2 separate regions of the Gossypium hirsutum genome follow, and region 2 is linked to region 1. The links are chromatin contacts, called in public Hi-C maps. All regions are on one chromosome and are shown on one strand. Each heading gives the region's core, a stretch centred on a gene start, on an enhancer-like site or on the middle of the called end of the contact. The rest is flanking DNA. Distances are from core to core; before and after follow the strand shown. Region 1 holds the start of LOC107948911 (expansin-A6). Region 2 holds the start of LOC107948922 (L-type lectin-domain containing receptor kinase S.4).

What was found. Hi-C and Micro-C count contacts between places; a contact is called where the count stands out from the background.
Region 2: a Hi-C map of leaf shows a contact between it and region 1, with 1.6 times the contacts expected there. The contact joins the promoter of LOC107948922 here to the promoter of LOC107948911 in region 1. A contact is called at or near these places in 2 of 34 Hi-C or Micro-C datasets (both in leaf).

Annotation. Positions count from the first base shown.
Region 1 is chrA04:73,174,487-73,178,304 of Gossypium_hirsutum_v2.1, reverse strand. It overlaps LOC107948911 (expansin-A6), which reads left to right and starts at 1,255. Exons shown (of 3, transcript XM_016883572.2): 1 at 1,255-1,495; 2 at 1,703-2,021; 3 at 2,501-3,307. The coding sequence starts at 1,330. The coding sequence ends at 2,810.
Region 2 is chrA04:73,776,357-73,780,100 of Gossypium_hirsutum_v2.1, reverse strand. LOC107948922 (L-type lectin-domain containing receptor kinase S.4) reads left to right here and starts at 1,909. Exons shown (of 1, transcript XM_016883585.2): 1 at 1,909-3,744. The coding sequence starts at 2,461.

The DNA of each region.
Region 1 (3,818 bases), core at 6-2,505:
AATAACTATAAAATTGAAAGGGCTAGATTAGTAAATAAAAGAAAGTAGAAAGCCTTATAAAAATAAATAATACGAAGGGGTTTATGCTGCAAATAACCCCTCTGTTTATCTTCTAGTGCCAATTTTCAATACTTTAATATATATTAGTTTGCATATATTTCAAATAATTCAGTAATTTCTTATAAATTTTGTGAATGTTGATGAATCAATTAAATGTTTTATAATATTGGAAATTGAAAGTTTAGAATTCAATTGGTAGCATCTTTAAAGTCCCACCTACTTTATTTGTGAAATTGTATTATCAATATAGTAATAGAAAATGTTTAATTATGTGGTTCATTACTTACTTTCCAATGCATATTTGTTGTGACAATATGGGAGGAATTACTTTCCTTCAATAAAATGAAGTAAATGGATAGGAATAGCCACCGGAGTAGGGCGACGACGGCTAAGTCAAGTGAAGAGGAAACAATAAACTACTTTACTTACCCACGTAGAAATCTAAAAATTATTAGATTTTCATTACCCATTTAACAGTAGACTACAAAATCAAATTTTGAAAAAAATTTAATGATTAAATTGAGAATTTTTATAGTTGTGTGAACAAAAAAGAATCACCTACATAATTAGGTATTAGTTTAACTTTTTTTTTTGTTTAATTTATGATTTCACACTTGTACTATCTCCATTCTCCTAATATGTCTCTGAACTTGTTAGGACTGATTTACTTTTTGTTCAAACACCTATTTAAACATCTCTTCAAACAACACCTTTGAGACACCTATCCGAGATATTGACTTTTTTACTTGAGCCTTCACCGCTATTTTCTCCATAAGCAAATGAGTGTTGCATTTCAATGTTTCAATCTGAATAATTAAACCTTATTTTAAAGATTCTTCTAAAAAGAACTGATTTATGTGTGAAATCAAAAAGCTTAAACTTTCTAGTACCATCTTACGTGAAGGATGCATGTGCAAGCATTCCAATTATGGTAATTAGGTCTTCAATTTTTGCACCACTCTTTGACTAAAACAAAATTAAGAACTGCCCATGTGTGAGCCACATGGCCTTCAAATTTCGGAGTCTTAGGAACAAAACCAAACATGTCTTAAATAGTAATAATAAAAGTTGTGAGGTTTGAATTTTAATTGCAGAAAAATGGGGTTAATGAGAAATGGACTGCATTCATTTATTGTGGGCCCCCACTCTTCACTCTTCCGGTTCCTCAATAAGTACCCCCCCAACTTTCTTCCCGCTTTCCATTCGCCCCAAAGTTAACGAATCACCCTTTCTTTCTTTTACCTCATAATTTCCTCTTTAAATAAAACAATGGCTGTTGACGCTTCTTCTTCTTCCTTGACACTGCTATGCTTTGCTTCATTGATGTGCCTTTTTGGCATGGTGAATGCAAGAATCCCTGGAGTTTACACTGGTGGCTCTTGGGAATCTGCCCATGCTACTTTTTATGGTGGCAGTGATGCTTCTGGAACTATGGGTATTTCTTTCTTTCTATTAATCTTATAACATTTAATATTTTGTTTTACTTCTAGTGCAAAGCGGTAAAAAAATAACCCATTTTGTTAACATGCATTTTCCAACAAAATCTCTGTTTCGTCTTCTTTTTTTTTATTTTATTGCATTGCATTATTTTCTTCATGTCCATTAAAATGCCTTCAATTGTTTCCCTTTTTTGTTTGTTAAGGCGGTGCATGTGGGTATGGGAATCTGTACAGCCAAGGGTATGGCGTGAACACTGCAGCATTAAGCACAGCCATTTTCAACAATGGGCTAAGCTGCGGAGCTTGCTTTGAGATCAAGTGCACGGATGACCCAAGATGGTGCCACCCAGGCAACCCTTCCATTTTTATTACTGCTACTAACTTTTGCCCTCCTAACTATGCTCTCCCAAGTGATAATGGCGGCTGGTGTAACCCTCCTCGCCCTCACTTTGACCTTGCCATGCCTATGTTCCTTAAGATCGCCGAGTACCGTGCTGGTATTGTCCCCGTTTCCTTCCGCAGGTCAGTCTCCCTCATTACTCTTCCATTTATTAGTATTTTTACGAAGAGAAGGGTGGTGAAATGTGTATACATTTAGGAACCAAACACAGTATTGTTTTTAATTAAAATAACTTTTTACGTACTTCCTTGGGAAAGGCAAAAGGAGGGCCTCAAAAGAATCGCCCTTTATGACCTCATTATCTCGGGGTCTGTTGAGATTTTGAGAATCAATCCAGAATTTAATATCCTTTACCCACACTTAGATCCAACGGTTTTCCTGTGACGCCTGGAATGACCCAAACACCCCTCCTCTCTCGATTCCCAATGATTACCAGGGCAGTACTGTAAATTTGGGGATCACCAAGATTTTCCGCCCATTCAGACATCCTCCTTAAACGACAAAATTGACGACATACCATCATTAATGCAGGAAAAAAGGGCTTTCAATTTATGTAATTTCCACAAACACCCTTCTTATTAAATTATTGATTGATTGACAGAGTGCCATGCCGAAAGCAAGGTGGAATTAGATTCACTATCAACGGATTCCGTTATTTCAACTTGGTTTTGGTCACCAACGTGGCGGGTGCGGGGGATATTGTGAAGGTGAGCGTGAAAGGAACCAACACCGGTTGGTTGAGCATGAGCCGTAACTGGGGTCAGAACTGGCAGTCCAACGCCGTTTTGGTAGGCCAACAACTCTCGTTTAGAGTGACGGGCAGTGATAGAAGAACCTCCACCTCCTGGAACGTGGCACCAGCTAATTGGCAGTTCGGACAAACCTTCACCGCAAAGAATTTCCGTGTTTGATTTTAAACACACTTCTTTCCCCTTTTAATTTTTATTACCACTTCTTCAATTTAACTTTCTCTTTCCTGCCCTTCAATTTTCCTTTATTTTCTCGGGAAAATTTGAAGTGGCGGGTGGGTAAAAATGGGCTTTTGGGTAGGACTTTACGGAAAAGAAAAATAGATAGCAAAGTCACCAAGTGACCATTGTGTGTGTTGTTGGATTTGAGTCATGAGTGTTGCATTTTGTAGTTCTTTTGTTTGTGAATTGCAAGTAAGCTGGTGGGTAACAGTAAAAAAAATTCCAGCTGATGGCAAAAAAAGTTGTAAGGTGGGGGTGCTGAAGCGGCTGCAAAGCAAAAGAAAACATGCAGCCCGCAGCACTCGAGTCATATAGTAGTTTCATTTTTACTGCTATGAGAATAAGAGAGATTTAGATAAACCAAAACAATATTTTCTTGATCTGCAATGTCTTTCTTGTGTCTCTACGTTAAATAATTGAAAAGGCAATTGCTTCTTTGTCTTTGTTGCAATGGCAATTATATTGAAGATTGTGATAAAAGGAAGTGGGCCATTTCTGATTCTGATGGACATCACATTCCAAATTTAGATAAAAAAGAAGAAAACAAAAAGGGCCATTTGGGTTAATTTCCTCTCTTCCAATAATGATAATGATGTACCCTAGACATCCATTTATAAATATGCTAAGCTTGCTTTACAAGTAAAAATATAAAAAATTTGGCCTCCATTCTGTTATTTTTCATTCTACTGACTGAATATGCTCTTTCATACATTTATTTTTGCAGACAAATGGTTTTTCTTTTTTCTTAATTTACGGATTAAGAATCAAACTTATCTAATTTTATTTTATTTTTTAAAAGAAATACCATGTTGTTATCGTTTGTCTTTTTAGGTAAAAAATAGGCCGGTGGAGTAGGCCATGTTAAACAGAGTTCAGAGTAGGCCATGTTAAACAGAGTTCAATCCATCCCCTCCACAAAACCAAAATTGCAGAAGCCTGTTTTATAAA
Region 2 (3,744 bases), core at 660-3,159, 600 kb before region 1:
AATCGGTTCATGCACCTACTCGATTGAGAACATACGAGATGCAACAATAGTAGAAACCTATGCACGCCTTCACGAAGTAGCCTTCGCAGAAAACCTAGGGTTTCAATACATCATTTTAGAAGGAGATTCACTGAATGTCGTAAAAAAGCTTCAAAAAAATGATGATTATATTGATCGGTCAGTTATCGGAGGAATTATTGATGAAATTAGAAACAAAGCAAGAAAATTTAGAAGTCTTATGTATCGACACATACCTCAGGAAGCAAATGAAGCAGCACATGTGATCGTAATGTGGGGAAAAGGAAGGGATTTGCCGACCTTTTGGGTGGAAAAAAACTCCGAGGGAGGACGATCCATTCATTCAGAAGGATCAAAGGGGTATGGAATGAGGGCACAAAAACACAAAAAAGAACACTGGTTTCTTATTTATGAGAACTATAGTCACCAAAATCGCAAAACTAAAAAAAAAAAAAAAGAGACAAAGGAACAAAGAAAGGAAAAAGGAGGATACAGAGTCGATGACAGTTTTAAGGGTCTGAGTCCGAAGAAGAAAGAACAAGGCCTCCGATGAGCTCAGTTAATAGAAGGAACTGTGGGAAGAAAATTGTTTTAGCACAAAATCTTGTGGGTTCCAAGTTCTCAAGCAAAAGAAACTCTTCAACAGATGTAGTTAAAAATGAGAAGGGAAGGGGAAAGGTTTTTTTGATTTTAGGATTTTTCTTGTTGCTTTTATTTATTAGGATTTGAATTGAGGAGCTTCAGTTCATGTGAGGTCTAGATGTTTGTTTAGGGAGTAGGATTAACTGCCCAAGGCACCACCCACAGGATGCAATGAATATAGGGACAGGTGGCGTGATTTAGGAAGCCTAAGGGCTGATTAAGAAAATGTTCTATTTTTCTTTGTTTTGACTCAAATTTCTCTAATTAATGCATAATGGAAGCTTAATGTTTCAAAAAAAATTTAAATTTAATAGAATTAACACTTATTATTTAAAAATATTATTTTTGTTTAATAAAATTATATTTTGAAAGTTTTTTATGATTATAATGAAATATTTTGTATGGACCTGATTTATTTATGAATAATCATATCATTTTTTAAATAATAAATGTTAATTTCGTTTCAATTTATGGATTAAATTGATCTATTTAATAATAAATGAACTCATTTGATCAAATCTTTATAATAGAAGAATTTGATAAATACATTTATCATTATTATAAATATTAAATTAAACAATTAATTCAACGATGAATTATAAGATGAAGGCTGTGTTTAGCATTACTTTTTAAAATCACTTTTAATATAAAAACCACTTTTAAAGCAAAATAAATACTAAACAAATAACTTTTGAAGGAAATTTTTGACTTTTCAAAAGTACTCTTCCTAAAGTAGAAGTTAAAATTTTTAACTTTTCTATCTAAAAAGTACTTTTGACAGCTTAATTACGATCTCATTCATCAAGCATATGATACTTTCCTTTCTCTAGTTAATTGCTTAAAAAATATTTAAAATTTATTTTTTATATATTAAAATATTAACAACAAATTATAATAAATTATTTTTTATATTCTTATTAAAATATCATAATATTAACTAATTTAAACATTATTTAAATGCTTATTTATTACTTTATAATACACTATCTAAATAGACAATTTATTTCTAAAAACACATTTTAGCAATATTTATCAAAATCACTTATCATGAACACTTCTTAAAAATAATGCTAAAGTAAAGTAACATTACCGTTACATCCTTGTTATCCATTATAATTGTTTTAAGTTAAAGAGTAAAAAAGGATCATTTTGCCGGGAAAAACTCTTGTCCTCAGCCTGCCTGCTTTCTTGAATGCCTTGAGTTTGAATAAACAAAGCTTTAGTCCTCTGTTGGCTCTTGGCTGCATCAAGGAGAATATTTTATTTTTAATTTTCAACAGAAAAATACAATTTGAGAATGGAAGATTAGCAATAAACTTGAATCCCCTTCGAGTTTGTTTTAAATCAACTTCGGAAGTCAAATAAATTCCTTTCCAAGGTCTAAAAGGGTAACTGATGTGGGCTAATCCGGAAAAAAAGAAAAGGCACCCATAAATGAAACCCTCTTCTGCTCGGTGTGGTCTGTGCCAGAACCTGACCAAATTCCAGAACACGCGTCACCATCTGTTGCACTTCCTCTCTATCTATAGCTGTTGGCCCATATATGTGTTATACCCAAATTGGTGCCCAATGTTTCGAGCTTTCTGCTTGGAAACCCTTCACTGGCCCTTCTAATCTCTATCATTATCATGAGATCTCTTTCAAGTTTCCACTACTCTTTCAACAAAAACCACACCTAAAAGGTGCTCTCAATATTGTTTCTTCAAGGCTTAAATTAAAATTCCCATCTCTCTCACGTTTATTTTTTCAATTTCTCATCCTTTTTCTTTACCCTGATTCCATCTCTCGTTTGCCCTTAACATGGCTTATTTCCTCCTACTTTTCTTTCTCTTTATCTCAGCTGCTTCTTCACAGTCCACCGAGGTGTTCTTCCCTGGATTCAAAGGCTTAAACCCCAGCAACTTAACAGTAACAGGGATTGCACGGATTGATAAACATGGCATTCTCTGCTTAACAAATGACACCAGTCGTCTACAGGGTCATGCTTTTTACAACTCTCCATTTAGATTCAAGAAATCCAGCAATGGGCAAGCTTTTTCCTTTTCCACCTCTTTTGCTTTCGTTATAGTTCCTGAGTATTTAAAGCTAGGTGGGCATGGCCTTGCTTTCACAATCGCCACTTCTAGAGATCTGAAAGCACTTCCAAGTCAGTATCTAGGAATCCTTAACGCAACTGATAATGGGAACCTCACAAACCATCTGGTTGCAGTAGAGTTCGACACGGTGCAGGATTTTGAGTTCCAGGACATCAATGACAACCATATTGGCATCGACATCAACAGCATGGTGTCAAATGCTTCGGCTCCTGCCGCTTACTTCACCGATGTTTCCACGAAGCAAAATCTTACTCTCAAAAGTGGAAACCCTATCCAAGTTTGGATCGATTATGATTCAGTTGAAAACGTCTTCAATGTAACCATCGCACCGAATTCGACAAGACCCAGATTGCCGATCTTGTCGTATCATGTAGATCTTTCACCGTTTCTTCAAGAGTTTATGTACGTTGGTTTCTCAGCTTCAACAGGGTTACTTGCTAGCTCGCATTATGTTTTAGGTTGGAGCTTTAAAATCAATGGACAAGCTCAGGCTCTCGATCTATCTTCTCTGCGTTCGCTCCCCGGACCACTAAAAAAGCATACAGCTTTAACAGTTGGTGTCTCTGTTTCCTGTGTCATTCTTGTCATAATTGCTGTCTCCATTGTCATTTATATCATTATCAAAATTAAAAACGCTGATGTGATTGAAGATTGGGAGCTGGAGATTGGACCACAAAGATATTCTTATGGAGAACTCAAGAAAGCAACCAATGGTTTCAGTGACAAAAACTTACTTGGTCAAGGTGGATTTGGCAGAGTTTACAAAGGAACGCTTCGAAATTCAAAGACTGAAGTTGCTGTGAAGCGAGTTTCTCATGAATCGAAGCAGGGTTTGCGTGAATTCGTATCAGAAATTGCTAGTATTGGAAGGCTTCGCCACAGGAACTTGGTTCAGTTACTGGGATGGTGCAGGAGAAGAGGTGATCTTCTTCTTGTTTATGATTTCATGGCTAATGGCAGCTTAGATCAGTTTTTGTTTGATGAGCCT